Linked DNA regions of Mus musculus: region 1 is linked to region 2. The links are chromatin contacts, called in public Hi-C maps. All regions are on one chromosome and are shown on one strand. Each heading gives the region's core, a stretch centred on a gene start, on an enhancer-like site or on the middle of the called end of the contact. The rest is flanking DNA. Distances are from core to core; before and after follow the strand shown. Region 1 overlaps Fbxo9 (f-box protein 9). Region 2 has its middle 17 kb from the start of Gm23609.

The links. Hi-C and Micro-C count contacts between places; a contact is called where the count stands out from the background.
Region 1: a Hi-C map of liver shows a contact between it and region 2, with 2.8 times the contacts expected there. The contact joins two enhancer-like sites. A contact is called at or near these places in 6 of 39 promoter capture datasets (the 3T3-L1 cell line, the C10 cell line, HPC-7-derived erythroid cells and 3 more), 2 of 15 datasets of contacts at CTCF or cohesin (the G1E-ER4 cell line and embryonic stem cells), 5 of 484 Hi-C or Micro-C datasets (the G1E-ER4 cell line, embryonic stem cells and liver), 3 of 115 datasets of contacts at active chromatin or transcription factors (embryonic stem cells and trophoblast stem cells) and 2 of 9 other capture datasets (adipose tissue and pancreatic islet).

What each region holds. Positions count from the first base shown.
Region 1 is chr9:78,102,286-78,106,887 of GRCm38.p6, reverse strand. It overlaps Fbxo9 (f-box protein 9), which reads left to right. Exons shown (of 13, transcript NM_023605.2): 2 at 2,534-2,617. Among named protein-coding and RNA genes, the nearest start is that of Fbxo9, 4.1 kb to the left of the region's middle. Within about 2 kb of position 1,692, at least 35 of the 459 cell types and tissues checked have an H3K27ac peak or open chromatin away from gene starts, as enhancers often do. A contact at or near this core is called in liver, where this site is marked.
Region 2 is chr9:78,028,415-78,032,858 of GRCm38.p6, reverse strand. No RefSeq gene overlaps it. Among named protein-coding and RNA genes, the nearest start is that of Gm23609, 17 kb to the right of the region's middle. Within about 2 kb of position 1,833, at least 3 of the 459 cell types and tissues checked have an H3K27ac peak or open chromatin away from gene starts, as enhancers often do. A contact at or near this core is called in liver, where this site is marked.

The DNA.
Region 1 (4,602 bases), core at 443-2,942, 74 kb before region 2:
CCTCAGTGATGAGTAGTGATGTGGGAATGTAAGCCAAGTAAACCATTTCTTCCCCAAGTTGCTTTCGGTCATGGTGTTTCATCACAGCAGTAGTGACCCTAACTGAGACACCATGCCGTGTATGTGCAGGTGCCCACAGAGGCCAGAAAGAGAATTCCAGTGTGCTGCTGGACACGAATGCTGGGAACCAAACTCAGGTCCCCTGGAAGACTATCCAGCCCTCAACTGCTGAACCATCTCTCCAGCTCACAGATGTCTCTCCAAAGAAAGAGATCCCAGTATAGTGCTCACACTCAAATTCCTCCTAGCACATGAGAGTCTGAGGCAGGAAAATCACTGCAAATTCAAGGCCAGCCTGGTCTACATATCGAGTTTCAGTCCAGCCTAGGCTATACACAATGAGACCCTGTTTCAACTAACAAAAACTAATGATGCTGGTTTTTTTTTTTTTTTTTTTACCCAAAATCATGTGGTGCTTTTGGTCCTAAACGTACCAGCTGTGACAAAGATGTGCTCTCTGCCTTCGATACACTCTTTCTACTGAGGGAGACAAGTGATTTCAATAAGAATGTATTTGTAAGGTGACAGAAAACAGTTGGAAAATGCTGCTGACTGAATGTTGAAGTAGATGCAGCTAAGCAAGGAAGAAGGCAATCCAGGCCCAGAAGAGCAAGCAGCACACTGAGTAGCACTAACCCATTAGAGCCGGGAAGCTCTTCAGATCAGGCTAGCTTAGTCCGACTGCCCGACAACAGCAAGAGGGCTGTACTCCGTGGGACTCGGGTCCTCTCTTATTAGCTCTATTTAGGATTTGCAGTGATAACTCAGACTCTTAGATGTATACATCTCAGTGGGATCCATGCATTTCACAGTCTCCCTCTCATATTTCCTAGTAGATCAGTTTCTCATTACAACAAAATGCCTGAGATCATGCATACAGAGTTCGCTTTGGCTCATGATCTGGAGGATCAACTCCGGGATCCAGGTGGCCCCCTTGCTTTGCACCTCCCACACAACAGCACATCATGGCAGGAACTGTTCTCCACCCATCAGGCCAGATCCTACGGGTTCTCCCAACATCCAGGAACGCCAACCTGAGGACCTCTGTTTACACGGGGATCCTTTGGGGAAGAGCAGTCTAAGCCCTTTGTCCAAACCCAGACTCCTGGCTTAGAACAAATGCTTCTCTGACTTATGTCTTCCCTGGAGTAACTTTACAGAGCAGCAAGGATCTTACTCTGTCCCAGCTAGTCAAGTTTTACGGGCTCCCTGCTTTGGGTCTGGTTGCCAGAGATAAGGTATGAGCAGAGTTTGTTTATGTTACACTTATGTGGTACAAGAGTGTTTGGTTGCTGTACTCGGAGATCTGTGGTGGCAAAACCTTTCCTCTCCTGGAAATAACTTACAGCCAAAATTTGCTAATAGAAAAGTTACTGTCTTTGGAACTAGATAGAATAATTGCCTTTGGGGCTTTTCTTTCTTTTTTTTTTTTTTTTGTGGGGAGGGGTGACAGTGGTATGGATATGTGTTTCCTGTGTGTGCAGGTACATGTGTGTATGAAACTACACATGTACCTTTCTGCATATGTGTGTAGAGACCAGAGGCAATAAAATCCATTTGTTATTAGTCCTAGCTAACTGCCAGGGTCATTTCCTCATTGCCATTTCTGTGTAGGAGTGACCACACTGAGTGTTGAGCAAGCTGCCCGTGCTGATAAGTTATTAGCTAACAGACTGAACCAGGCAATACTTTATTTTCCTGAGGATTCATTTTAGTCACTTAATGTACTGAGACTAAAAGGATTCGATGGTGATAGTAAACGGAAACGTTTATTAAGCCCAAAGCCACTCACTGTTCAGCCCACCTTTATTCCACGTTAAACCACGCCAGTGTAAAAGATTGGGTTTATAATAGAGATAAAATAGAGGAGGTGAGTTTGGTCGGCATATATCTCAGTGGCTCTGTTAGACTTCTTGTTTACATGTACAAAGCTCTAGACTCAATTCCTTAATAGGGAAAAAGAGAAGGGCTGACTTTTTCTTTTCCTTCCTTCCTTCCTTTCCTTAAGACAAGGTTTCACTGCATTCCTTCACTTGGAACTCACTATGTAGACCAAGCTGGCCTTGAACTCAGATGCAGCCTGCCTCTCTCCTGAGTGTGGAAATTAAAGGCATGGAATACCATGCCTGACTGAGATAACATGATTGTATGCCACCGTGTGGGTGCTGGGAACCAAGCCTGGGTCACCTAGAGGTGCAGAATTGATTCTACAGTATTATAAAAGTTAAAGCACAAATTCTCTTTGTATTGGTATCATTTAAACTTAACCAAAGTGGATACCCAGAGAGAAGGAATTGTATTTCATTGACGTGAAACATCTCAGCCTCCGAACTTGAACTTTGTGCAGCCTTGATATTCAAAGTGGGTTCCACAAACTCAGAGGTGTGGTATTAGTTAACAATTGACTGAGACGATCACAGAGGGAAACTAGTGTTTACCAGTTTTGGACCCTGTTCTGGTTTGTTCTTCTCAGGCAGAAGCGGAGGAAGATTGTCATTCTGATGCTGACAGAGTAGGCGATGAAGGAAATGAGAGTCCGGCTGAGAGAGACCTGCAGGCAAGTGTCTTCAGTTCTGTGTTGAGTTCTTACACCGTGAGAAGTTGGTCACCGTTGGGAGCTCTTGTCAGCTCTTATTTGCATGGAATTTAGCTGAGCTTGCATAGTCTTTTGTTTGTGGTTTTTTTGGTTGGTTTTTTGTTTTTTGTTGTTTATGTTTTTTGTTGGTTGATGTTTTGTTGTTTTTGTTTTGTTTATATTTTTTGTTGGTTGTTGTTTTTGATTTGTTAATGGTTTTTGGTTGGTTTGGGGGTTTTGTTGCTTTGAAACAGCCCTGGCTTTCCCAGAACTCACTCTGTAGAACAGAGTGGCCTTGATCTCTTGCCTCTGCCTCTGAGTGCTGGGATTAAAGGCATGCACTATCATGTCCTAGTTTGGACTTTGGGTTTTTTTTTAATAAAGATTTGTTTATTTATTTATTTTTATGCATATGAGTACAATTATAGCTGTCTTCAGATACACTAGAAGAGGGGATCAAATCCTATTACAGGTGGTTGTGAGCCACCATGTGGTTGCTGGGAATTGAACTCAGGACCTCTGGAAGAGCAGTCAGTGCTCTTACTGTTGAGCCATCTCTCCAGCCCCCGATATTCTTTATAACATACTTAAACCATATTTTTTCTGTAAAAATATGAAATTAAATGTTTATATTAATTTTTTACATTCGTTTACTTGTGTGTGCATGTGAGTTCATGGACTCATGTGCCACAGTGCTTGTAGGGAGGTCAGAGAACAATTGATGGGAGTCGTTCCTTTCCTTCTAGCACGTGGCTCTCAGGTCAGGTCAGTAGGCTCGGCAGCAGGTGATTTTACTCACCCAACTGTTGTTTTGGTCCAAGAATGTAGGTGTAAGATATTTAAAAGTAATATGCAAGTCAGAACACATAACTTAATGAACAAGTTTGAGATTTGATCATTTGAAGTTCAAAGCCTGTTTAAAACATAAAATTGAAAGAAATAGCTAGAACAACTGCTTGCTATGTTAGCAAAGGGTTAGAATCGTAAGTGGATAGACTGTGCATGAATTAGAGGAATACAAGGTAGAGAGAGGTGAGCAGACAGTTAGTGGAAAAATATGAATGGCTGTTAAATATTTGAAGAGGTAATATGTCTCATTAATAATTTAACCACAACTCAACGAATTAATAATTTATTGAATGATGTCCATTTTTGTCTGGACTGTGAAAACACACGTTACACTTGAGATTATAACCGACCTTTATTTTTCTGGAGGATACATGAGCAATGTGGATCAAAATTAGAAGTATACACTCCCTTTTGATACAGCAACTGACCAGGAAATTAAATCTAAGGAAATAACAGGGAAATGAGGGGATGAGATAAATCTATATGTATTAAACTCAAAAATTACTGCAACTAAGCTAATATTGACTTCTGAGCTGTATGAGGCTTGCTTACTTGGCACATGTAGTTTAGTAGGATGGACGCAGCTAGGGATTCTGCAGGTCAGGCACGAGTGTAACATGTTAGAAGTCTGGAAGCAGAGCACTGCAGAATATTGTTAAGACATCCATGAGACACCTTTCTAGAAAGTTACCCAGAAATAATATCCGTGATTCTATTAGCAGTGGCCGTCTTTCGCAGGAGAAGTAGCGATTACTCTTCGGGACCCTTTTTGAAAGGCACCTCTAGGGTCAAGGCCTTGGGAGGGGGATGGGAGAGACAGCAAAGGAAGCAAGCCCGGGTGCCTGCAGTCTTAATGGACCCCCTGAGCTGGTCCTGTGGGGTCCTGAGGATAGACGCCCCTCCCCGAAAGCCAGGTCCTTGAGTGGGGAGCAGGGAGGCAGTGTGATCCTGCTGAGGCAGTACCCACATGGGGTGATGCTGTGACTGTTTTCAAAAGTTGGGGTAACAATTTCTTCCTTAAAAGCAGCCGACCACATTGGGGCCTTGAGTTTTTCTATGCTTTATATTTAAATGACCTTTGTTTAAAAGGATTTCCTTTTTGGAGTATAGAATGTTTA
Region 2 (4,444 bases), core at 584-3,083:
AGGCTGACCAGTAGGCACCCCCGTCTGGTCCAGGGTCAGGCAGGAACAGAATGGGGTCTCTCCTGACTGACCCAGTTCCTGTGGGAGGAACTGGAGCATGGTGCATCTTTGCTGGCGGTGGCTAGCACACTTGACTCAGGAGAGGTCAATATGGAAGTTCCACTGAGTTCAAGTGGGGGACCTGTGAGCACCCAGTCTCTGTCAGCAGTGCCCAAGGCTTCTGGATCCAGACCCTGGTTGGTGGGGTGGTTACACGGAGGACGTTGTCTCTCTTGGGAAGGCCATACACCTAAAATGAAGGTTGTGGCACAGAGGTGGAGGGCTCAGGTCTGACCTTACGTCCTGGTGATGGGATGTGAAATTCTCATCGATCAAACTTTTAAATGGTCTCCTAGGGTTATTTCTGTACCTAAACTGTCTTGTGGCACGGGGTGGAGCATGCCTGCAACCTTGGGACTCAAGAGATAGATGATTGTTGCAAGTTCCAGGCCACATTAGTCTACATGATGAGTCCCAGGCCAGTCAGGGCTACAGAAAGAGGGTCTGTCTCAAATAAAACAAAATAAAAGATAATCGAATAGAAATCCTAAGTATACCTTTAAAATATAGTAAAAGCAGAGATCCAAGCACCTCTGCTCCCCATCGGGACTCTAGTGGAAAACACTCATTCCATATTGACAATCCTAGTTCCCCTCTTCCACCTCAGCTTCCAGAGACCAGAGCCTCTTTCAGGCTCCCTGTAGGCAGGCGCCTTTCTTCCCAGGTCTCTTTCCTGTCAGGTCTCTTCTCTGAACAATTTCTCCAGCAGGCATCCACTTCTTACCCACCTCACCCCATCAAGCTGCAGACATTACTGCATAAATTCTCTCTTACAGCTTCCCCCTGGCTGGCTAGTCATCTCTCAAACAGCAGCTATAAAAACCCCTTTAAATGGAAACCAGGTTAAAGGCCTCCATCTCCTTCACTTGGAGCAAAGTTTCACTAAAGCAGTGGGGTCTAAACCTCCTTACGCCGCCACCCTTTAGTACAGCTCCTCATGTAGCGGTGGCCCCCCCCCCCCAAGCCATAAAATTATTTTCATTGCTACTTTGTAACTGATTTTTGCAACGGTTGGGAATCATAGTGTAAATATCTAAGATTGGACCTTTGGGAGGTTCGAGACCCACAGATTGAGAACCATTTGCTCTAATGGCTTCGGCAGCTCTACTTGATCCTGCCAATGCCCTCTACACTTGTCATCTTCGACCCTATCTCTGGCCGTGCTCTATCTCAGTAGCGCTCACTGGCTTGCACTCTGCCTCGAGACTCAAACAGGCCTGCCATGTCCCGAGCCTTTGGGCTGGTTGTTCCCTTCACCTAGAACGCTTTTCCTTAGACAGCTGATAGCTAGGTGGTTCACCTTTAGACTGCTATCCTGTCTCCCTTCCATGACCTTCCTTAGTCTCCTGATTCCTCGACCTTGTGTGATTGGCATTGCTCTGCCAGTGCCTGACAAACTGAATCCAGTTTGCTGATCAATCAGTGTAATACGAAGGTGACTTTGATAAGCCAATGTTTATGCCTGTCTGTTCATCTTCACCTCTGAGTTTCCACCTCATTCCCAGTAGCTGACCATCTGTTCGCTCCATGTTGCCTATCGGTCATCAACCCTTAGAAAGCCAGACTCACACGCATCATATTATTAATAAGTTGAAAACTGAAACCGGGGCTCTAGGTATACATGGGAAGATAAGACGATTTGTTATTTGCTAATCAATTAGTTTTAGCAGATGCACTTTGATCCGCAAAGGACAACTCAACAAGGGGACTGTGCTCCAGGGTGAAATAAACAGGCCACGGTTAGGTAACTGCCCTAAATTTGATGGGTGACCTGGAGAGTTCAGGGTCCCAGCCTCTTGGGGGAGGATGACACAATTTGCTAAAATGGAAATCTGAAGAGAATTCTCACAAGCTAGGGTGCTAGCAGGGAAGGGCTTAGTTGCCCATTAACCCACGCAGTGTGTTTCCCCATCAATCTTACCAGATTGCAAGCAAGTCTTACCACTTGCTGTTCCTCTCCTTTGGTAAAATCGGATGCTATATCAAAACTCAAAGAGCTCTAGCCTGCTTTGTCCTAGAACAGACCGTCCTGGTTAAACCAGTATTGCGATTCCAGAATGAAGGCTGTCTTTCCAAGGGCAGATGATACAAAAGGGCAGGGAGGACCCAGCTCAGGAACACTACTGCAGCAGGGGTGCACAACAGAGCCACACCAAGGAAAGAGGACAACTGAGCTTCAGGGTCACAGGCTTTCCCGCATGCGCTGAAGGGTCCCCCACCCCCCACCCAAACTGTAATCCTTCCTTAGCTCTGGGCTTCCTTCTAGTTGTAAAATGTCAAGGTGATTTCATTTTGGGTCTTTGATGTTGTTTTGCCTTTTTGTTTGTTTGTTTGTTTGTTTGTTTGTTTGTTTTTTGAGACAAGGTTGTACCTTGTCATCCAGGTTGGCCTTTGAACTCATGGCAATTCTCCTGCCTTAGCCACCCCAGCTCTGAGATGAGAGAGAGAGGTGGGAGTCATCACCATCAGTTGCAAAGTCAGACTTATTAAGATATAATTCATTGGGCTGAAGAGATGGCTTAGTGAGTCACAGGGCTTGCTCTGCAGGCACGAGGACCCGAGGGCCCAATACCCATGCACAAAGCAGTACCTTCTGACCACCCAGGTGCTTTGAGGGTCAGAGACGAGAGGATCACTGGGGTTTCCTGGTCCTCAGCCTAGATCCAGGTTCAGTGAGATACTCTCTCTCTAAAGAATAAGGCAGAAAAAGATAGAGCAGAACAGCCTGTATTCTCCTTGGCTCCCGTGAGCATGCATGCACGCACACACATGTTTATAAACTACATATACAAAAATATGATTCACATAGTGAAAGCCAAGTCATCTCTCTAGCCCTCTTGTTTTTTGAGACAAGGTCTTACTATGTATTCCAGGTTAACCTTAGATTTACTATGAAGCCCAGGTTGACCTCAGATTTACTATGAAGCCCAGGTTGGTTTCAAACTCAAGGCATTCCTCCTGCTTCAGCTTCCTGGGTGCTAAGACTATATAGGTCTGTGCCACTAGGTCTGGCAATACTCTACATTTTGGAAAATATGTGTGATTGTGTGCATATGTGTGTGTGTGTGTGTGTGTGTGTGTGTGTGTGTGTGTGTGTGTGTGTGTGTAGGCTGCACCTTTACCAATGGCTTCCCATGGCTTCTAACAGTGCCAAGCCTCAGATGCTCTTCATGAGGCCTTCATGCCTTCAAAACCAATACCACCTGGGTGACTCTTACACATTACCAAGTACAGTTGCAGCACAAGTTACAACCTTGGCTATCTCTGGAACACAGCTTCTTTGTGCTCTCAGAAAACTTTCCAGATTTCACCACAGTGATGCTGGTCTCTTCTCAATCACCACTAAGTTCTTCGCTCCAGCTAACCAGCATCAATTGTCCCACTAGTCCCTTCTATTTTTCACTCTACAGCCAGAGCCACATGGCTGAAGCTACTGTGTTCTGCTGCTTTCTGGGGCTGGAACATGATCCTCCTTATTATCTTACCAGCTTTCTGTTTTCTGACTCCCTCTCGGCCTAAGCTTGGCTTTCCTTGGATCTTGCTCTGTAGATTGACCTTGATCTCAGAGATCTGCATGGCTCTGTCTCCTGTAATGCTAGGATTAAAGGTGTTACCATCATGCCTAGATTTAAGCTTTTTTCTTCATCTTGAACCTGCTTTGTCCCAGGCTGGCTTTGAACTCAGAGATCTGTTTGGCTTTGTCTCCTGGGATTAAAGGTGTGTACCACAATGCCTGGATGTAAATTTAGCTGGGTACGATCTTGCCCCAAAGTGCCTTAATCTGTTCTCTCTTAGAACATAGGATTCAGTTCCATTTCCCTTCCTGGGGCCCCTTTGGTACTTGAACCATATGTTTTATATTTTTCCTTTCTAAGCTTGCTACACTTGTTCAAAACACTCTTCATGAGACTTAATCAGAGAACAAAGTCTGTGATGGGCTCTTTTGAGACTTCCTTTGTTAATGCAACTAATAGAAATCTCTTTACCTTGGTCTCAGGTAGATTCTCTTCAGACAAGGGTGAAAAGCAGTCACATTCTTCACCAAAATACCACAAAAACAGTCTCTAGACCACATTCTGAAATTCTTCTCCACTGAAACCTGTTGGGCCAGGTCAGCACAATTCAAATCACTTACAGCCACGAAGTCTTCCATATTCCGTCTAGGATAGCCCATTAAGCCCCACTTAAAGCATTCCATTGCTCTCAAATCCAAAGTCCCAAACAAAAGCATGGTCAGGCCCATCACAGCCACACCCCAGTCCCTGGTACCGGCTTCTGTCTTAGTTAGGGTTTTACTGATGTGAACAGACACCATGACCAAGGCAACTCTTATAAGGACAACATT